4 separate regions of the Mus musculus genome follow, and regions 1, 2 and 3 are each linked to region 4. A link is a contact called in public promoter capture Hi-C data. All regions are on one chromosome and are shown on one strand. Each heading gives the region's core, a stretch centred on a gene start, on an enhancer-like site or on the middle of the called end of the contact. The rest is flanking DNA. Distances are from core to core; before and after follow the strand shown.

What was found. Promoter capture Hi-C pulls out the DNA fragments that hold promoters and counts their contacts.
Region 1: a promoter capture Hi-C map of pre-B cells shows a contact between it and region 4, with 2.8 times the contacts expected there. The contact joins the promoter of Wfs1 here to the promoter of Trmt44 in region 4. A contact is called at or near these places in 2 of 39 promoter capture datasets (liver and pre-B cells) and 1 of 9 other capture datasets (adipose tissue).
Region 2: a promoter capture Hi-C map of pre-B cells shows a contact between it and region 4, with 4 times the contacts expected there. The contact joins the promoter of D5Ertd579e here to the promoter of Trmt44 in region 4. A contact is called at or near these places in 2 of 39 promoter capture datasets (pre-B cells and second pharyngeal arch cranial neural crest) and 1 of 115 datasets of contacts at active chromatin or transcription factors (pancreatic cancer cells).
Region 3: a promoter capture Hi-C map of pre-B cells shows a contact between it and region 4, with 2.4 times the contacts expected there. The contact joins the promoter of Slbp here to the promoter of Trmt44 in region 4. A contact is called at or near these places in 2 of 39 promoter capture datasets (the C10 cell line and pre-B cells), 1 of 484 Hi-C or Micro-C datasets (CD4 T cells) and 1 of 9 other capture datasets (liver).

The regions. Positions count from the first base shown.
Region 1 is chr5:36,987,655-36,990,416 of GRCm38.p6, reverse strand. It overlaps Wfs1 (wolframin ER transmembrane glycoprotein), which reads left to right and starts at 1,435. Exons shown (of 8, transcript NM_011716.2): 1 at 1,435-1,551.
Region 2 is chr5:36,694,656-36,697,355 of GRCm38.p6, reverse strand. D5Ertd579e (DNA segment, Chr 5, ERATO Doi 579, expressed) reads left to right here and starts at 1,335. Exons shown (of 9, transcript NM_001081232.3): 1 at 1,335-1,501.
Region 3 is chr5:33,651,124-33,653,823 of GRCm38.p6, reverse strand. It overlaps Slbp (stem-loop binding protein), which reads left to right and starts at 1,250. Exons shown (of 8, transcript NM_009193.2): 1 at 1,250-1,629; 2 at 1,745-1,861. The coding sequence starts at 1,571. It overlaps Tmem129 (transmembrane protein 129), which reads left to right. Exons shown (of 4, transcript NM_026698.3): 4 at 1-608.
Region 4 is chr5:35,573,720-35,576,419 of GRCm38.p6, reverse strand. It overlaps Trmt44 (tRNA methyltransferase 44), which reads left to right and starts at 1,350. Exons shown (of 11, transcript NM_030208.3): 1 at 1,350-1,861; 2 at 2,226-2,340. The coding sequence starts at 1,375.

The DNA of each region.
Region 1 (2,762 bases), core at 186-2,685, 1.4 Mb before region 4:
CTGTCATCTAATTAGTTACAAAGAGTGGCGCCTTATGTTTTCTACTCTTCTGGTGCCACCCACCTTTCTCTCTGTTTTCCTGCACACGTTGATGCAGGACAAGGCCCTTGCCATGTGCTGCCTGGTCCTGGCTTCTCCCACCCCCCAGAACAATGAACCAAATAAACTTCTTTCCTTTGCAAATTACCTAGTCCCAGATATTCTGTCATAGCAACAGAAAATGCATTAAGACAATTAGTTACCATGGAAATGTGAATTGCTATGGCAGAGGCCACGTTTCCTTTTCCATATTGGGAGAAGTTTTTTTTTTTTTTTTTTTAATGTAACCCCTCCAGCAGCTCTAGCAACTTGTTTTGGTAAGGCAAGGCTATAGTTCTGAAAAAGCCACTGCCATCTGGTGCTCCTGCTTCTTGAACTTGCCCCACCTCGCCCCGAAACAGCCACCCCACACTTAGGGGGTGAACCTGAAAATCTCTGCTTCTGAAAGGGCCCCAGATGGAGGCAGGACAGAGTCACTCTGCTGGGATAAGCTTCCTTCCTCTGTGAGCCTAGCTGGGGTACTTGAGATTAGACCCTGAGCAGGTGCAGAATCAAAGTATTTGGTTGTAGTGGTTCAGTGAGCAACCTCCTCCTGATAAGATGGTGATGCTGTCTCTGTCAGCCTGACCTGTTGGTGCAGATCACCGGGGCAGGTGCAGTGAGATGTGCGGTTCAGGAAAGGAAGGAGCACGGAAACAAGACTGTAGTTTTGATCTCCAAACCACACCTCTCAGACACTCCTGAGGAAAAAAAAAAAAAAAAAAAAAAAAAAAAAGGAGGGGGGAGGGGCTTCCAACTGCCTGAGCCTGGCATTATCGTCTGGCTAATCTTTAAAGAGTGCTGAACTGCTTTTGGGTTTGGGTTTTGATCATTTAAGGCAGTACTTGGTAGCACGTGCACACACACTTTTTGTACTCGCTGCTACACTGGGGAGTCCTCTGTGTATCTCAATGCGTCGGAATTAGGGCGCCTGGCACGAAGTGCGCGACCTTAGTCAGTATTGTAATAGCCGGTCTGAAGTCTGAAGATGGGGCCTCACGATGCAGAGGCGGGCCAAAGGTGGCGCGAGACTTGTTCCTGGGTCCAACCACCTGTTAAGCAGCAGGCTTACAAGCTTGGGTCAGGAAAGAGATGTCCTGGAGGCGGGGCGGCGAGGGGGCAGGGCCGGGGCCGAGTCCACTCGGAAACTTAAGCTGTGGGCCGGCCAGACCCGCCCTCTCGCCGCCATCTGTCCTCCTGGCGACCCAAGAGAGCAAGTCGCTGCAAGGCGAGGCGCTCCGTGATTCGCGACAGCACATAGTGATTGGCAGGCTTGCCGGCGACTTAACGAGCCGAGTCTCCCTGGGTCGCAGCAGGAATGGAGGGTGGCAGAGGCCCCGCCCAGGCCCCGCCCCCTTTCCCGGGGCCGCGCTGAATGTAGGGCCGCGCGCTCCGCCTGCTCAGCTGGCCGCTGCAATCTCCGCGGTTTCGGAGCAACTTCGCGGCGGGCTGGGAGGCCCAGCACTGCGGCCGGTAAGTTCTTCAGGGTCGTTGTGCCATGGCCTTGGCCTTGGCGTTGGGCGCGCAGTGTCAGGGAGGGTTTCGGAGCGCTGGGTGGCGCTGCTCTCCCGGCCTCAGTTTCCCCTGATGGGTGGCAGAGCCCCAAGTCCACTCCAAGTTGCTAGAAGTTGGAGGCCAGGACTCTCGCTGCTCCACGGAGCCCGAGGCGTCTACTGCCCCAACTGGGCCAGTTGTGCCCAAGCCGTGCGCCTCTCACTCAGCCCTGGAGTCCCGGCACTCCCGCAAATCTCCCTGCATGACCGCGCTGCGGATGGGGACAGCGTGTCGGAGAGGCTGCCCACGCTCCAGAGCTGCCCCATCAAGACCTACATCCCTGGACTCCCTACCCAGGACCATGAAGGACCTGATTCCTGGGGCGCGTGGGGGCTCAGCCCACCCAGGAGCCGTGTGTCTGTTTCTTTCTCTTTCCTGGTCCTCAGAAAAGGAGGTAGGAACCCTTGGGACCCGCCCATAGTTACCCACCCTATTAGGTACCTGCTGGCCATTGTGTGACCCCAGCTCTGGTATGCACCGCACCTAGAGGAACTTAGGTTCTGGTCAGATGAACTGGAAGCCTTCTGGAAAATCTGATCCTGCACTTTTGGGTGTGATGGAGCTGCGTCCTTTCAACGTATTTTGTTAGTTATCTTTATATGAGAGTCCAATAAAACAGCGTTTTAGTTTCTTGGAACTATCTCCCTGACACTGTCACCCTCCACCGTGTACTCGGGCCCCTAGTCCTAGGGGTAGGACTTACAGTTTCCATTGGACACAGAGGCTCAGTAGATTTGGGGCCTGGACAGGACCACACACCTAATGGACAGAGCTAATGAACCTCTACCCCCTCCTCCCACCTCCAATTCCCTCCCCCTCCCCCAGGCAAGCAGGTGCAGCCCTTCCTCTGTCACCTTGGACAAAGACCCCAGGTGGTTGGCTGGGACTTTCCTCTCTAGAATCCAACCCTCACTCGGACCCATGTCCTAGGCTCTTGAAGGCCATGGCGATCACAGGGGCTACCTCCCCAGTTCCCTCACCTGTTGACCTATGTCTCTCTGGTGCTGATGCCATTCGCAGGTACTTTTTCATCTAACTAGGAATCTAGAGAGAGTTTATGTTCCAATTTCTTCCTGAATGTTCCTTGGACCTCCTCAGATACAGGCAGGATTGGGTAGAGATGCCCCTCG
Region 2 (2,700 bases), core at 86-2,585, 1.1 Mb before region 4:
TGCCTTTACAGAAGGTACAGACTAGGAGACACTAATGTTATTATGGATGTATGTACCAAAAAATGTGTGCAAATTCTCCATATTTAGGGAAATGTTTCCCTGGTCTGTGCAAGCCTGGCTTCTGAGGTCCTGAAGATCCTGACACCATTTATGCCCACCTTCACTCTCAGATGACCCTGGATTTTCCACTCTCTCGCATGTTATATGAGTTTGCCTGGCTGCCCGCCCTGGAACAGGTAACCAAAAGATGTGTAGTAAATAAAACTGTGGCTTGTGACTCACCTCAAATGAACCCCGAGGCAACAAAAGGGGGAGCAAACTAAGGAAGGGTAAGACTTGGGTGAAGGAAAAGATCCCCGACAATAGAGCCAAAGGCCTGTGCTCAAATTCTGCCTCCATCCCGAGGCGTCACCCACTCCCCAGCCTGTTCCGGGTCTCTCCAGGAAGGCTTTACTTTGGGTTTCTCCGGGAGAGTGAAAAGATGTTTGTTGGAACAGTATGGATTCTATGAAAGGACAGTTCTTTTAGGTTCCTGACCTTGGCTTGCATACAAGAGTCCAGCCTACCTCAGCAGAAAAGTACTTCCAGTTCTCTGCTCCTCCCAGAAGCCTGAGCTGAGCTTGGGAACTCCGGGTCTCAGACTCTGAACCCAAGAACAGGGCCTGGTGCCTGGCGGTGCTCAATGAGTTTGATGAACTACATGCAGGTCACTCCCCTACGGGACCTGTTCTTGCCTTTGTATAGAAGGCACATCTCTGGCTTTTCTTCCTGGTACTTCTGACATCTACATCTGCTTTTCTGGAAGAGCCTAGGAGTCACATTTAGGGAAGGTGAGTAGGTGGGAAGAGGCTTTTGATTAAAAGGTTAGTGCACATTTTTGGCTCCCACTTCCGAATCTTCCAGAAGGTCTTTTATTTTTTGCCTACTTAATAATAACATAAAAAAGCCATGTCACTTTTTGTTTTTAATTGAAGTCTTTATGTTAAGCCGCCCACTCCAGCCATTCCAGGACATGGCGAAGAGGGGGCGCGGACAGGTGTAACGCGGGGGTTTGTGTTGGAAGGGCTCTGCAAAGCCGGGTCTCAGTGACCCAGCGGGAGGTCACCGACCCAGGAGCCCTCTCTCAGGGCCTGGTAAAGCTTCAAAGCCTCGGATCCTCAGGTCGGCCTCGTGGTGTCAGGATCTTCAGGACCCCAGAATCCAGTCCTGCGCGCCTGCTGCTCCCCCACCCACACAGCACGAGGGCGGAGCCCCGGCGCGCTGATGTAATCCCGGCGCCTGGGCGGAAGGATATGGAACGCGGCGTTGGCTGGCCGGGCGCTGAGGCTGTTGCCAGGTAACGCAGCGGAGCGGCTGCCGCGCGCCGCCTCCCGCCCTCCGCCGCCTGGCGCTGGGGCCGCCGCCGCTTTACGTAAGGCGCAGGCCAGGGCCGCCCGGCGCTCGGCAGCCGCCTGCAGCCCTCGGAGCGCAAGGAGAGGCGCCCACCCGGTAGCCTTGGCAGGTAGGCGGCGGCCGGGAGCGGGGCCGTGGCGGGTGGCGGGCCAGAGGGATGTCCGGCTCGAGGACCCCGCGGGCGGCGTGCGATGAGTGCGCACAATGGGCCGCGGCGGGCTGAGGCGGCCCGGCCTGAGGACAGCGGCCTCGCCTCGCCCCGCGCCCTCAGCTTTGTCCTTCGGCGGTCGGGGGCGGGCGCGGCGCGGTGAGTGGCGGGCACGCGGGCCTATGGCGCGGGGTCGAAGAAGGTGACGGCCGAGGGCAGAAGTGACAGGCCCCGGAGTCGCCGGCCTGCGCGCGCCACCGCCCGGACCCTCGCGGCCCGGCTTCCGGCCGGCGTCCCGGGAGCTCCCGGTGGACGCCGGGCCAGGGCTGAGCGCTTTGCGTAGAGGCCAGGACAGGGCGAGCAGTGGGGAGCAGACCCCGAACCTGGCAGCCCCTCCCTTCAGTGTTTGCCCTTCTGTAGACAAACCTTAAAGGTTTAACCAAGAAAAGTGAGATGGGGGATAAACGGGAGGGGGACATGCGACTCCGGAGTCATTTACTAAACGGGGTTCTTGGGTCTCATCACCTGCTTTGCCTTGTTGCCCAAGTAACTGACAATGCATTTTGCGTTTCTGGTTCTTGGCTTGCTAAGGAAACGGTAGGAGAGGCTTGCCGAGGAGCCGGGGACGTGCAGTTTGGATAACAGGTGATGCCATGGAAAAGCCTATGCAGTGAAAACCCCACGCAAGATTTCTGCCACCAGTATAGGACCCGTTGCATGACACTTTGTCGGTTTTAGAGACTTCAGATTTAAAAGAAGGGGAAAAATATCTGTCACTCTGCATTCTGAAGGTCAAATATTCGCCCGCAGATGTTTTGGGCTGAACCATTCTTAACTAGGTCTCAGGATCTTTATGACAAAAACCATTCTGGAACTGTGCATTTGAAATACCCATGGAGGCTTCTTGCAGTTGATACTTATTATTGTAGATTTAGTTGCTATTCTTGCCAACTGATGTACTTTTAAAACGTGTTCTTTCACAAGTTCATTTATATATCTCTATAATGTCCCTTTATCATATTTCCCCACTATCTTCTCTTAGACAAACATTGAATTATAATTATATATTAATGTGTGTGTTTGGGTGCATGTATATTTAACGCGTGGAGGCCAGTGATCAATATCAGATGTTTTTTATAATTGTTTTAAAAATATTTATT
Region 3 (2,700 bases), core at 1-2,500, 1.9 Mb after region 4:
TCTTGTCCTGCTTCTCTAGTCCAGGGGAGACCAAAAGCTCATACTCCTAACCCTAGGAAAGGGTTTTAGGGAGCCAAGGACCAGAGAGCCACAGGACTATCCAGAAAGAAACCCATCAGGGGTGTAGCACAGGGTTAGCCAAGCCCCTGTGGGGTGCTTGGATCAGGAGAGGATACCTCAGTGGTTAAGGTTCTGATGGACGCACATATACATAGATGTACTCACTTATCTATGGTACAGATGGGTGGGGAAGAGGTTGCTCTTTACTCTCCATCTCTGACACAAAGTGTAGCTGCTAGAGGGATGACCTCTCCTTCAACTTGTCCTGAAGCACTTACATTTAGTTGTTGAAAGCAGTAGTAGCAGACCAAGCTAGCCCCTTATCCAGCCAACACTGCACCTAACCCCAGGGATTTGCTACCAGAGCAAACTCAGTTCTGCCTGTCCCTGAAGTATGACCAGGAGACAGCCAGTTTCAAGGGCTGTCTGCCTAGCAGAGGCCAAGTGGTTTGAAGTTATTTTTAACCACAGAAGAGTTAATTTTATACAAATAAATGTAAATGTAGTTAAATGATACAGTATTTAATAAAGTGTTCCTTTTCAAGTGATGTACTTCATTTTGTTTAACCTGGTAGTAAAACCAAACTTTTGCAGTATTTTACATAGTGGCTGCAGGATGTTGGGAAAGTCAGATGAATATAGTCACAGATCAGAAAGTCGTATAAGAAACCAGTGTCAGTGCTTGGTACGTTCAGAAGGACAAGCCCTTAGATGGCTCCACATAGTTACCACCATCCCACCCTCTCACGCTGCTCTGGGCCAGATCCACTCTTAAGGGAAGGGTCATGATTGCCCACATAGGACAGGTGGGATCTGCAGGGGCCTGGCCTGCGTGCTGGAGACTCAAGCACCAGAGGCAGGGCAGATGGCCTTGCGGGGAAAAAGAGGCCACTAAGTTATTTGGCTGTTAATGGATGGCTTGTACGGTTTTAAAGCTATGGGTATAAGCTAGAGGCGGGCTCTCCCGCCTTACTGTGGCGGTGGGTAGGAGGGGCCGGTCGGGATCTTGGACTGCATCTCGGTGGGCCGGCCCTCGCCGTGGCCACACCTCCTGACTTTGAGAGGCAGTGGCGCGCACTGCCCAATCTCCCGCCAATATCCCTCGGGCCCGCGAAGGGGCAACCAATCAGAGGCCCAGCTGCTACAGCGCCAGCCTCCTGGAAGGCCGTGGGGGCTGGGGGAGGTCGCCAGTTCCTTTCCGCCTTAGTCGGGCTGTTCCATTTCTCCCGCCCTTCGGACGGCCGCATTAGGCGTTGTAGTTTAGCGACTGCCCGCAATCCCAAGGCTTGGGTTGGAGCCGGGTCCGTCAGGCGGGCGCGCAGAGCTGAGAGGGACTCCCCTGCAGGTGCGCGTCTCATGGTTTCGCCCTTCGCCGCGCGCGCGCGGGAGTTACCGAGGGGCGGGGCCGCTGCGCACTTAAGGGCGGTTGGGCAAGGCGAGCTCAGACCTCGTCAGTGCTGTTGCCGAGTGAAGTGCTTGCCGCCGAGCTGCCCTTCAGACTTCTGCCGCCATGGCCTGCAGACCTAGAAGCCCACCCGGTTATGGGAGTCGCCGCGACGGTGGTGCGAGGTAAGCGGGTCATGCGGTCTACGAGTCCTCGACTTCTCGCCGTCTGTAAGCTAAGGGTTCCCTGAACCATCGGTGCTTGGGGGCCCCGCCCACTGACCGCAGTCTGTGTCCTCAGCCCGCGGTCCCCTGCGAGATGGAGTCTCGGACGGAAGCGCAGAGCGGACGGAAGGGACCGGAAGCCCGAGGACTCCGAGGAAGGCGAGCTCCAGACTGCGGACCACCGACCTGAAAGGTGGGTCCCGACTCCTTGGAAACGGGTTGGTCACTCGGGGGGTTTGGAGACGGGCCAAGGGGACCCTCATCCCGTGGCACTCGGGTTTTCGAAGCTGGTGGAGTAGATTAGCTTACTCTGGAGATTCTCTTCAGTTTTGCTCAGTGTTAGAAGCATCTTACCAGCGACTGATAGGTGGCAGCAAAACTGGTTTTATCCGGAGTGGGTCAGCCTTTATATTTTTCACTCATAATGTCAGTAATGTCAAGGACTACTACTATGAACATCTTGTTAAAATGTTTCGACCTCCAACCCTCCCCTGCTTCCGGGGCGGGGGTGGGGGGGAGAGAGAGAGTGAGTGTGTGTGTGTGTGTGTGTGTGTGTATGTGTATTGGGGCGAGAAATTAGGTTTTATTACCTGAGTGAAAGCGAGATACAAACCAAAATTGAGTCCTAGATTATTCATACTTGTAGTTGGGTCCTTCCATTTGATAAGCTTTTGCCACGGTGTTTAGATTTTTTTCCCTGAGGCATTGTGCTTAAGTCAGTGAGGTCCCTTGGTAGCCTGATGGAGGCGGGCTAGCAAGTGAAATAGTAATTCAGAGAGACCAGGAGTGCCTTAAGAGTAAGCTGGTGATGTGAACTCTTCAGGGAAGTGCTCTCTTTGGGGACCTTTGTGTAGTGATTGATGAGAAAAGCGATCTCAGAAATTTTGACCATACCTTCTTTTATGGGCTATGGTGTTTGCTAGATGGCTGACTAGAAGGGAGGATAAGATAAGCATGGGGCTGCCAAGCCCAGTGAAGGGAATTAGTGACTTAACTCAGTGACTTCTGAATACACAGGCAATGTTGATTGAG
Region 4 (2,700 bases), core at 101-2,600:
AGTAACAAAATCCATAAAGTAAGTATTTTTAAAATACAAGGATGGGTACCAACAGGTAGGTGGGTTAGAACAATGAGGGGAAATTGCTGGAGACATTTTTAGCCTTCATGTTGGTGGAAGCTAATAGTTTGTACATTCCAAAGGATTTAACAAATACTTTGTTTCGGACCTCAGGTAACAAAGTAAGAAATGAAAGACCCACAACGTGAGGACTCCCCCACGTTCTGACTCAGGAGAGGCGACACCCCAAAATCACCCACAAGAAACGGGCCTGTTGCAAAATGCAAGAGGATTTTTATTCAAGAGCGCTCTCGGGCCCACGGTCATACACCACGAAGGGGTAGAGGACCGTGGCGCCCCGAGTAGCTGAGTAAGGGGGTATTTAAAGGAAGAAACCACAACTCAAGGAGGTGGGAAGGGCATTGTTGGAAAATAACAAAAATACCAGTTAAGAGTCACAAGGAAGTGCAAAGTTACAAGAGTCACGAGGAATACCTGGTAATTGTGAGGGTTATTTTTCAAAACAGTTTCTAAGAGCCCCTAACAAAAGCACATTTGTATATGGCAATGGTCAGGGTGACTTTCTTTGAATGAGCACTCTTTGAACCCAGGAAGCGGGTGGGTAGAGGAATGTCGCTATCTGTTTTATGATTAGCATACCTTTACAAAGGCCACATTCCCAAGCCTGGGCCTAAAGGCCTAGAATTCTGTTTTTACTTTGTTATACTTTCAGAACGTCTGTGTTATAGGTTTCTTATGTTTTCTGATGCCAGCTTTATCTTTTGGGTTGGTAGGAGGTTACTTTCTGGCAAGTTAATGTATTCCAGTCAAAGAATTTGGAGTCAGACACAGGTGGGCAATGCATGGCTATAAAGGAGCTAAATAATCGCCCAAGGTAATGCTAGCTTTGGGTCCGCATTCCAATTCTTTACAATCATGAAGTTGTAGTTAGCCAACCAGCTTTGTAGAATCCTTCATATAAGTGTGGCTTTCTGCTGAGTGTATCAGTTACGTCTTGTTTGCTCAAGTAACTTCCTCTCCTCTCAGTATTATTAGCTTTGTCGTGAGAGGTGGAACCTCTGGGGGCAAAATTTCATTTAGGGGGCACGAATCGGATGTACCGCTTGGGAGCTCTTATTTCCAAGCAAGAAAGCAAGCAGAGAAGGGGTTGTACATTCAGTCGTTGAGGACCCCAGGAGGCTGTATCCACTGCGGCCCACACTCTGCTCCTCCCGCGTCCCAGGCTCCGCCAGCGGCTCCGAAGCTACCGCCCAGCAAAAAGGACAAAGGGATGGCCTTCCGGGTCCAGGCTCTAACTCCCGTGAGTCAATGCGCTTCCGGGTCGCGTCATCCCAACGCGCCGAGCGCGCAGCCATGGAGGAGCTGGGTAGAGTGCGGCTAAGCGATCCTGATGCCCTGCTACCTGCAGGCTTCTGGGCCGCCGTGACCGTGTGGCTGGAGAGGCCACAGGTGGCCAACAAGAGGCTGTGCGGCGCCCGCATGGAAGCCCGCGGGAGAACTTTGCGGTCCCACGCCCAGGCGGAGTGTGGACCGCGGCAGGGACAGGGACACGGGCTGGAGAGGGAACCCGGACAGGCTTCTCCTAAAGGAGAGCCAGAGTCGGGACCTAGGGCGAGCCGCGAAGGCACCGCTCCCGCGGCTGACCTGAACTCGCTATGGGACCGAGTCTCCCAAAGCCTCGTCCACGCCAATCCGGAAATGCTGGCCTTCCTCTGTGGCCCCTCGTTGGGTCCTCAGCCTGAAGCCGCGCAGGAGCTCGACCTGATTCTCAGGACTGTCATCCCGAAAGCGAGCCCGCACTCCCCACTCACAGAGCCGAAGAAAGAACTGGTAGTGCAAGGTAGGAGAGTAGTGGGAAGAGCGCAAACAGACTGAAAAGCGTTCGCTTTTTGAGACAGGGCCTTATATGGCCTGGAATTCGCTATGTAGAACAGGCTGGCCTCGAACTCACAGAGATACACCCGCCTCAGCCTTCCAAGTACTGGGATTAAAGGAGCGCCACACCACCCACCACCCAGCTCTGGCCTTGTATTGTCTAAGTGCTAGCTATAATGGTGTGTCCAAAGTGTAGAGCCCTCTCCCCAGTGCTGGACAGCCACTAAGGACTGGAAAGCATTACTCTCCTGTCCATCGCTGCTCAGTTCTACTTCCAAGGGATCCGTTTAGAGCAGTTATGACCTGATAGCCTTGTCTTTCCCCCTCAGATGTCTCCAGTGGGAGTGTCACCTTTTTGCCCTTGGAAGAAGATAATGAGGGGAATTTGGAGGTTAAAACGAGCAACGTGTATCAACTCCATCTCCATCACAACGAAGGAGAATGGTAAGAGCTGGACGCTGCTGTTGCACCACTATGTGATGCCCATCCCGGATGTCCTATCAGCAGTCAACTGGAAGATTCTGGGGTACAGAAGAGCCAAGGTCTTGTGTTGGTTGGCTGATCTCAGATGTATACTATAGTCACCACTCTGCTGGTTCCTGGCGCTGGTACTGGATTGGGGATCACAATGTAGCCAGAGTCCTTGATCTCTATATTCCATATGCCGGTAGGGGTGTACAGCAACTAGCTGGGGTACTCTGTTAGTCAGCTTTCTGTTGCATAATACCCAAGGGAGTCAACTTAAGGATGCTTGAGGGCCAGTGAGATGACTGTGCATAAAGGTGCTCGTTTCAAATCTTACAA